Regions from separate parts of the Astyanax mexicanus genome. Here region 1 is linked to region 2. The links are chromatin contacts, called in public Hi-C maps. All regions are on one chromosome and are shown on one strand. Each heading gives the region's core, a stretch centred on a gene start, on an enhancer-like site or on the middle of the called end of the contact. The rest is flanking DNA. Distances are from core to core; before and after follow the strand shown.

Region 1 (4,859 bases), core at 779-3,278, 110 kb before region 2:
GCGAGCGGATTGGGATGCGGCCGCTTTATTCGCCCTTGGAGCCTCCGCCGAAAGGGGCGGAGCAACGAAAACGGGCGGAGGACGAAAACGGGTGCAAAACAAAGCCACGCCTAGCGTGAGTGAAATAGTGGGGGAGAATGTAAACAAGACTCGCCGCGGAAGCTAACGGCTACCTCTTATGGCGCGAGGTAAAAACAAAAGAGCTTCCAAACTAAACAAAGAAGTGAATTGGGGTGCTTTTGGATTAAACGCTGCTCCACCAGAGAGAAGAGGAACAGCGAGGGGAGAGAAAAGGTGAGCACACCGCGCGCCTCGCAGCGGCTACCACACACACACAAACACAGACACACAGACCCGAGAGAAAGGGGGGTTAGCCGCGGAGCACACCGCACAACACGACTACACCACACTCGAGATATAAAGGGACAGAGGAAGCTACTTATGCGGGAGGAGTATGCCAGCGGTGCTGGATCATACTCTCTCCAAAGGGATAGCAGGAAGAGAAGGGGAAAAAGAGCAGAGGCTCGGTCTAGAAACCGGCATAGATTCGCTCCCACGAGCTTCAAAGATCCAGCCCCGAGGACCTGAATCTCAGGGTTTATATAGGGGCAAACCCAGGTGGAGTGGATCAGGTCTGATTAGGGGCTCAAGACCTCCCCCTGGCGGCCGAAGAAGCACTCGGCCGGCCCCTAGCCATTACAGAATTATTCAGTATCTGCAATGAATTATTCAGTATCTACTATGAATTATTTAGTATTTAATAGGAATTGATAATTTTTTACTATGAATTATTCAATAACAACTATGATATTTTCAGAATCTACTATGGATTATTTAGTATTTATAATGAATTAATATATTTTTCTAATGAATTATTCATTAACGACTGAATTATTCAGCATATACCATAGATTATTTAGTATGTACTCCGAATGAATACATTTTACTTTTAATTGTTCAGTAATGTCTATAAATTATTCAAATTCAGCTCTGATGTATTTAGTATCTTTTATAAATAATTTAGTATCTACTATTAATTAATTAGAACCTACGATGTATTATTCAGTACTTACTATTAACTTTTCAGAATTCACTATTTAACAACCACTATCTACTATGAATTATCCAGTACCTACCCTGTCACCTACTATGCAAATAATATATATACATGAAGTTTGTATCTACATACAGCACCTTCAGATTTAACAGGTAACTCCTCTTTGACCTTTGCCCCTGGCCAATAGCCAGAGTAGCTATTTTTAGTGATAGAGATTTAGCCCTGTTTAACTCTGTCCTGAAGCCACAACACTGCTGAGACAGGTGATGTTGTGCAACACTGTAACCGTGAGTTAGCTGAAGATAGAAGGCACTAGCAGCCTCTAGGAGCTCCTCTTTATGGTTCTCTCTCCTGCATTTGATTTGATTTCTGGGGGCCAGATGGTGGATTGGGATAAGTCCTTTCAGCTCTAATCCTTTTTCCCCAAATCTGGACAGTCATGCAGCTACGCAGCAAACTGCAGGGGTGAGGAAGTGAATTTCAGCCCAGGTTATATATCCTGGCACTTCTAATAGAAACAGATATCGCTAATCAACTTGAATCCACCTGTTCAAAGTCTCCATTTGTAGATCGGCCTGTCGGAAGAGATTGTTTGAGTTCACTAAGGTAAGGTAGGTCTGGTTTCTGGTTTTTTATTGGTTTGTTTGCTGTTATACTTTTTAATGCAGATGTGATAAGCCCTGATTAATGCCTGAATAATATGAATCAGGTGTGTTTCTCAGAGCAGGGAACACATTATAGTGTTAGATGGGGTCCAAAAGCCACCTTACGAGACCTTAATTTATGTAAAACTGTGTTTTGTACTGTTAGAGTCAGGGTTGTCAGGTTTATTGTATTGTGAGTTGATTTCAATGCCAAAGCCTCACCAATTTGTATGTGTGTGTTTCTCTGTCTATAATCTGTGATGACCGGATCTGTTTGTGTGATGTTGACCCACGTGGACTGGATGGATCTGTATGGCTTCATCTTCATCTGGACGCTGGCATGTCTTCTGGTGAGTTGGAAGCTGTTCCAAATTACACATGATCTTAAAACTTACTGTATCTCACCTTAGTTCAGGTACACTCAGCACTGTGGTATTTTGACACCTTAAAATGTTTCATAGGATGGTCCACACCACATCACATCACCCCATAATTGCATACATAAGCTACTATTTGATTTATAGTAGATACTAAATAACTTATAGAAAATATAAAATAATGCATATAATACTTACTAAACAAACAGTAGCCATTACTGAACAATTCATAGAAAATATTAGACATAGTATGTACAGAATGGTTTATTTACTGGTAATAAATGAGTATATAGTAGATGCTGTGTAATCCGTAGAAGCTAATAAAAAATGATAGTAGTTATTGGATAATTGATAGTATAAACAGTATATACACTCAGTCATTAAGATTAGATACTGAATAATTCATAGTAGTTACTAAATAATTAATAGCTGGTGACAATAAAACAAAAATATACGCATCATAAATTGGTTATAATAAATACGTCATAACATACAAATCCAAAATGTTTCATATTTTTTCTGCTTATTTTCATCTAATTTATTACTATACATCTCTGCAGCATACTCCGATAACATTTAACCTGTAAAGTATTTACAATTTTGTTATTTTGCCTTTCTTTGTTTGACAATGAGGATTTCAAATGACCCAGGGCCCTATCTTACACCCTGTGCAAGGTGTGTTGCAATGCTCATTGTTATCTTACACCCCACAGACAGTCTAGTTTCACACCATGCATCTGCAACATTTAAATAGTGATGGGGTTTAGAAACATATGTGCGCCGATGGCTTTGTTTGTCTGGAAATTAGGTGTATTCCGATACACCTAATTTCTCTGACAACAGAGATCGGTCAGACTATTGCATTGCTATCTTGGCTACCAAGATGTGCACCTTGTGCACAGCGCACATATGCCCACACTTGTTACACACATACATGGACATACAGCCGTTCGCAAACCCAACTTTTACATCAACAATAAACAAAATACTGAAAAATAAAACATTGCTGTTTCTGTAAATGACCTGCTTGCACACCTTCACAGTATAATCAAGCAGGTTATCTCTGCTGAAAAGCGCAGAAACGCTGCACCATTAAAATAGCAATCTGCCAAAGTCAGAGTACACCTGGCACTGAAAGTTTTTTTTTTATTTAGCATTTATTTATTTACCATTATGCTCAAAACACAACCATAATTAATGAAGAGAATAAGTACATGCCTTTTGCATGTTTGGAGCCACGCAAGGCATAGTTTTTGGATCTTCATGATATCAAACACACACTGACCTAAATCAAGCTGTGCGGTGAACGGTTGGTGACTCGGCAATAGGTCGCTAAAATAGGGCCCCAATGGCGCAGAGTGGTCCAGCAGGCTAAGTGCTGCTAATATGATTGGGAGATCGCTGGTTTGAATCCCGGTCATGCAGCTTGCCGTCACCTGCCGGAGCCCTGAGAGACCACAATTGGCCTTGTTCTCTCTCTAGGGTGATGTCAATCAGCACAAGGTATCTGTGAGCTGATGTATCGGAACCGAGTTGCTGCGCTTTCCTCCAATGCTGCATCAGTAACAGTTGTAAAAGATGCAGACTTCACGTGTATCAAAGGAGGCATGTGCCTCACTCTTCTTGTGTTGTGTATTGTGATATACAGCTGAGTAGCAGCTGAATGGTTGGGACATAAATTGGGAAGTAAAAAAAAATAGGGCCCCAGTGTTATTTTGTCCCATTCCCCTGCAATAAAGTGCAGGGTCATTGTTGTTAATTTTTCTTTTTAAAAATTTCCTTGATGCAGTGCTATCAGGAGCAGATATCACAGGTGTTCAGCTTCTGGCTTGAGCTCTTGCCCTTTATGACCTGCACTTCCTTTATAATTTTTGTGGAATGTGTTCCAGACCTGAAAGGCAGGAATGAATGCATATTAATAAATTCAATTAAGTTAAACACATAAAAATTGAAATAAAAAGATATACAAAAAAAGTGAAATAAAAGTCAAAGTAAATGTACAAAACACTACATTTTGTATATCTGTTAATATAAACTGACATGCCAAAAAGTCATGGGATAGCAATACACAATTTGATCATGAAGTGTTACCTCAGGGAACAGTTTAGAAACGTGCATAAATGGTGAGGTGTTATCTTGTAATTGAGGCTGATTACACACTGGCTATCATGTTTGAGGCAAGGCAATGTAACGTTTGAGCAATTTCTTAATCCACAGCATGCATGTGTTCTAGAAATACACCACAGAAGGCATAATTAACACCTGCACCTGACAGTGCATAGGTGGATATGATTATGACTGCAGATGTCTGGCATTTATTGTCCATGCAAACAGACAACGGACCAACTGGGGCTGATATCACATACACATTCAATGCAGGAGGACCCATACACATAACAGTTCAATGCAGTTCAGTGTACTTTAGCGTTCCTTGGTGGTAGCAAAAATCATGGTATGAGTCTGCATATAAAAACATAAAAATAAAATGCATATAATATTATGTAAAAGTCACAAAGCAAACTATAAAACCATTAATTGTTTATGTATACATATACAGTACCAGTCAAAAGTTTAGACACTTCCTTTCACACGTTGTGTGTTTTCTTTCTTTTTAGGATTTTTTACATTGTAAATTTAGTATTGTAGCCACATTTACCTTTGAGGACAGATCTGCACACTCTTGGTATTTTAATTTCAGAGTATTCATGAGGGAGTGTCACCTGGAATAGTTTTCTCAGCATCTTGAAGGAGTTTCTGGAGGTGCTGAACAATAGCTGCTGT
Region 2 (5,181 bases), core at 1,168-3,667:
TAATGATTTATTGGTAAAACATTGATATTATGAATGATATTGGGATAAATGATAATGTTATTGAGAAAAAAAAACTATGGGAATTATTGATGTTCTTTATGATTGTGTTATTGATTATGATGTTATTCAGTTTATTTGTTGTATTATTGGAATTAGTGAATTATTAATATAATGCTGTTATTGGAATAAAACTTGTGATTTATGCATATTTAAATCATTTAAATATGCATCCCCCAGGCCTAGAATAGGTCATTCTTTTTTTTCTTAATTATTATAATTTAATTATTGTTCCTAATTCTGATGTATATGCTGGTGCAATTTTAGAAAACCATAATAACCACAATGTCTCCTATGATCTAATGTGTTATGGAGCTTAAAACAGGCTCTTGGAGTAAAAGGTTCTATTGTTTTTGTTTTAATTGTATAATTGCTTGTTGTTTTAATCTGTGAAGGATTTCACAGATTTCCTCTTGTTTACAAGAACTGAAACTATTGTGTATGTCCCTCTCGTACTAAAATCAACTTGTATCTGCCCTGCTGCTGAAAGCAGCTCTGTGTAGTCAGACTTGACTCATATAATGCCCCTGATGTCCAGTCTGTTCCAGCCTGCTCTGTATCCGCCGTCTCTGACTCAGACGCGACCTTCACATCTTTTTCAAAGGGCTGCATTCAGACCTATTGTGAGTGACCAGTCCGCCTAGTCATTCTCTTCTGACCCTCGATGTACCAAACAGAGGCCTTTCACAGAGACTTAAAGACAGCTTCAGCCTCTTACCATCCTGGAGATATTATTTATACGGCCCAAGTCACCAGTTCATCTGTCAAATGAATGCAGCTCATTTATACGGCTCTGACACTTACTGTTGTTGCTTACCCTTTGGAAGTCTACAGACATTAATGTTTTCATTCACTTTTACTAGTTATATACACAGAGAGGTTCTTCGAGCTTTACAAGTACAATATGACATTGTAACTAGGACTGTCATCTCAGACAAACAAGGTAGTGGTAAAGTGGTTCTTCCATCCCACAAGGTGATGATTTGGACCAGTTGCAGTCAGTGGAAGTTGGAGATTAGCATCAGTCACTGTCAGGGGAAGTTTTCAAAACAAACAAGGTGATTATTAGGAACAAACAGCTAAAATTTTGGCAGAAGCCAAACAAAATAAAATATTTGGCTGAAGTTACATTTAGCTAGCTGCCTTAGCGGTGCAATTTTAATCATAAATGTTCAAAATGGTGTAGTTTGCGTCGTAAATCTACCCCAGTAGTGTAATTCTAGTCATATATTTCCCTCAATAGTGCTTTTACATTTAAAACTTGCTATCGCAAATTTACTTCTGCAGTGCAAAAGTTATGAGAAAGAGAGTATCAGACTTATTTTAATATTGAATATCGGCTTAACACACTCCTAAATAGAATAAACGGCAACTTAGTGGCAGCTTAGCTTCCCATAAAATTCATGTCATTAAAAATAATTTCTTCTACCTACAGACACTAATTTTAAACAGTTTCTCCACTTATTTCAGTCAAACTATCAGAAACGATTCTATGACGTTGTCTCAGGTGATATCTGAGACACTTAAGGATTAAGCCTGGCTTAAGTTAAAATGCTGTCTGGAAAAGTGAGGAATGTTAACAGACCTGCGTCTTATGTTCTTATATAGTTATATAGCGATAAGTTCTTATCGAGGCTGGGCTGTAGTCTGGATGTTCTGCTGGACAGAGCCGTGCTGTTCTTTAACCTTGGGCCTCTAAGGCCTTGATGCTAGAATTTGTCATTTTTTCTTTTAAATATTTTTTTTAAACTAGAGTTCACACAAACAAACAAGCTTTTCTCAAACCCTCACTCTTTCCTTAATGTTCCTCTCCTACCCTGAACTGTTCACTCCCCTCCACAACCCTCTGCTGCACTGCAACCTTTTGACCTTACACTGTCTCACTTGACTAATGTTGTGTTTCTCTCTCCTTTTCTCTTTTTCCTGAACACTCTTTTGTTTTTCCTGTGCTGTTATTTTTTCTTTATGTCATGCACATGTTTTTTCACTCCCTCCCCCCTTTCTGTTTCTCATCTGTGCTTCCGTTTGTTTACCCCTTGCATGGCCAAATGCGGGTTGTCAATCACTCCTTATACACCTCCAGTCTCTCTTCATGTTTCCGTTTTCTCCTTCGTCGTCTTCCCTCTCCTCGCTCCCCCCGACTTTGGACACCATCTCCGAACTGGACATCTTGTCCGACATCTCTGAGGACGATCCTGACATTCCGTTTGACTCCTCTGACCCCTCTGCCTGGGTGGCCGGCGACCTTGGCAGCACTGGGAACCCCTCAAACCCTGGAAATCCCGAAATCCCTGCCGACTACGCCAATTTTGCCGTCGATGGCACATCCACAGCATCCTCCGCTCCACCAGGGGGCACTATTTCCGACCCAACTGACCTCTACCCTACCTCATGCTCCTCCAGAGCGTTTCCCAGAGTAGGCTCCACCCTCCTGGCCTTGCTTAAGGGTCTGCGGCTGCCCACCCTGCTGGATGAAGACGGTTACATCAGTCTGCCCTGTCTGCCGGAGGAGTGCACCGCCCTTTTGCCAGAGCGAATGCAGCGCTACCTGCCCCTCTCCTCGCCCTCCCTGCTCCCATCTTTCCTTCTCATCTTTGCTGTTTTCCTCTCCGCCTGCCACTCAGTGGTGCTCTCGCTGGCCCTGGCGCTGCCACTGGCTGTGTCACTGTGTTACCTAGAGCCCAAAACCCACACCCGCTTTTGGCCTGCAGAGGTTACAGTGGAAGCCACCTCTCAGGAGGAGACGTGTGACCCTGCTGCTTAAAACCGAACCAGATGTTTACCCCCACCCGCCTTACCTGTGTGTAGCGCTTAATTTGTGCCGGAGCTTCTCAGACTTTGAGCCATTATGATCTGTATTCCAATACTGTCAAATGATTACAGTGTAGCTTTAGGTTCCTTGTTTTTAAGATTTCCAGCATTTTACGTAGGAGCTAACTCCTGCTTGAACTTCGTTTTTTCATTGCTAAAAACTTTACATAGCTCTGATACCAAATATGGATCAAGTCACTGAATTCAAGCACATTAAAGGGTTTTGACTTAAATAAAGCACAAAAATGTGTGATGTCCATTTGAAGTAATTTTGATTACTTCGTATACCCACATCTCTACAACTTAACTCAGTCTTAATGATTTAACAATATGTGTGCAGAACTTTTGTAACACTGCCATTGTACATATTTTCTGTTCATATTTCAGTCTCATGATTTCTTTACAATCTGAGACAATAAGTTGGCTAAATGTTAACTGAATAGGCCAATATTAATATTAATGGAACATCCAATAATATTAAAGGTGAAGAATAAAAGTGGAGGAAAGGGTAGTAGTAATACTTATAATGCTGGCGTTGTGGTTTTGTATCCTTTTGCAAACATCCATACTTAAAACCAAGCCTAATCCATATTATACACTGCAAAAAATCTTAAGCAAATAAATCAGCCAATGGGCTAAGTTCATTTTTCTTAGTAAGATTTCTTAACATAAGCGATCTCAAAATATAAGCAAATTAATCATGCAAAAATGTGAACACAAGAATCAGAATAGCTTAAACTCTGACTTCTTCTGCTTATTTTGAGTTACTTAAAAAGACTTAAAATAAGGTGGAAATTCTAGGTAAGACTGACTATCATTATTCCTAAAATAAGCAATATAATCTTACACTTACAATGACAAGAAATCTCATCAGAGAAATATATTAGATTTATTGCCTTAAATTTTGATTATTTTACTTGTGTGTTTGAATAGTTCATAAACCCAAGACAATTATAATTATTATTTTTAAGTTTTTGGGGGGCTAATTTTTGACAATGGAAGTTTGTAAAATTACACTCAAGAGGCTAATTGTGCTACTGTCACATATTTTTAATGGCTGTAAATAAAGTGCAGTGGCTGGCTAAACAGATGTTTAACAAAGCCGTCACTGATCCTTTTTCAAATAGACCTAAATCGGACCCTGATACCCTGATTTTTTCAGATCATGCCTTCAAAAAGAACGCTTTGCATCCCACTGAGAGTTCATGAGAATGCTATATTTAGCGTAGGACTGTGACGTAAAAAGCATGCTGTTCTCTGGTCTCAGGCACCCTCTGGCCTTGTCTGAGAGCTCCAGCAAATTGATTTACAAATTAAGCACTGCACACGTGTGTACGTGTGTGTGTGAGAGTATACCCGTGCACTCTCCTCCCTCACTGCTATCCCTGCTATGCACACTGTACCGCTCTTATTTTCCCTCTCTCCCACTGCCTCTATCCTCTCTCCACCAGATATTCTGTGCTCGCTTTCTCTCGCTCTCCAGCTCAGCCTGGGGTCAGACTCTCTCCTATTTTTAAAAATCCATTTTCCCAGCATTCCTTAGGGAGTCTATTTATAGCCTGTTCCCTTCTCGCCTCATTCACACTGTTAGTGAGCTTAGAAACCAGAGCGATCCCACCATCGTGGACGTATACACAAGTGTACACAAGTGTTGTGGAACAAAAGTAGAACCTAATTATCATACATTACATCGTTTAAAATGGCTTTTTTTTTTTTAAATAATAAATCGTTTTATTTGATCTTGCATCTCCATTCAGTGCAATGCTAGTCCTTCTGTATTCCCATCATTATTCAGTTAACCACCATAGCCAGTCAGTACTCAACAATGACCAACTGTATATTCAGGTGGACCAGTCTATAGCACACTTTCCTCCAGGTACTTTTGGATTTTTTCAGCTGTATGAGAGGGGATCCACTTGCATTGACCAACCAGCATGCATATGACCTTGTCCCGCCCCCTCCACGCTCTGATTAGCCAATCCCTGAGCTCAGGGCCTCTCATACCTGTTCTTATTGGACAATCAGGCCTTCCCATCATCCATTTCATCCTTTTCTTTCCCCCCCTCAATGATTCGTCCATCATTCCACCAATCAGAGTCCACAGGTGGAGGAAGAGGCGGAGCCTGGCAAGGGCGCGGTAGCCGGCGCAGTCCCAGCAGAGCTACCGTTTGAGGTCTGCATACCTTCCCAGCATGCACCTCTCCTAGTTTTACAAATACAGAAAAAAGAGAAAATAGAAAAAAAAATAACAGTTTCCAAATGAGTCGCAGGCTGTGTTTTTCCAACTAACTCTTGCCTTTTTCCTCCAATCGT

Evidence for each region. Hi-C and Micro-C count contacts between places; a contact is called where the count stands out from the background.
Region 1: a Hi-C map of muscle shows a contact between it and region 2, with 13 times the contacts expected there. The contact joins the promoter of epb41l2 here to the enhancer-like site in region 2. A contact is called at or near these places in 2 of 3 Hi-C or Micro-C datasets (both in muscle).

Annotation. Positions count from the first base shown.
Region 1 is chr1:41,665,418-41,670,276 of AstMex3_surface, reverse strand. epb41l2 (erythrocyte membrane protein band 4.1 like 2) reads left to right here and starts at 2,028. Exons shown (of 25, transcript XM_049478882.1): 1 at 2,028-2,051.
Region 2 is chr1:41,558,112-41,563,292 of AstMex3_surface, reverse strand. epb41l2 (erythrocyte membrane protein band 4.1 like 2) reads left to right here. Exons shown (of 25, transcript XM_049478882.1): 14 at 4,964-5,041. Among protein-coding and RNA genes, the nearest start is that of epb41l2, 110 kb to the left of the region's middle. Within about 2 kb of position 2,417, the one cell type or tissue checked has an H3K27ac peak away from gene starts, as active enhancers do.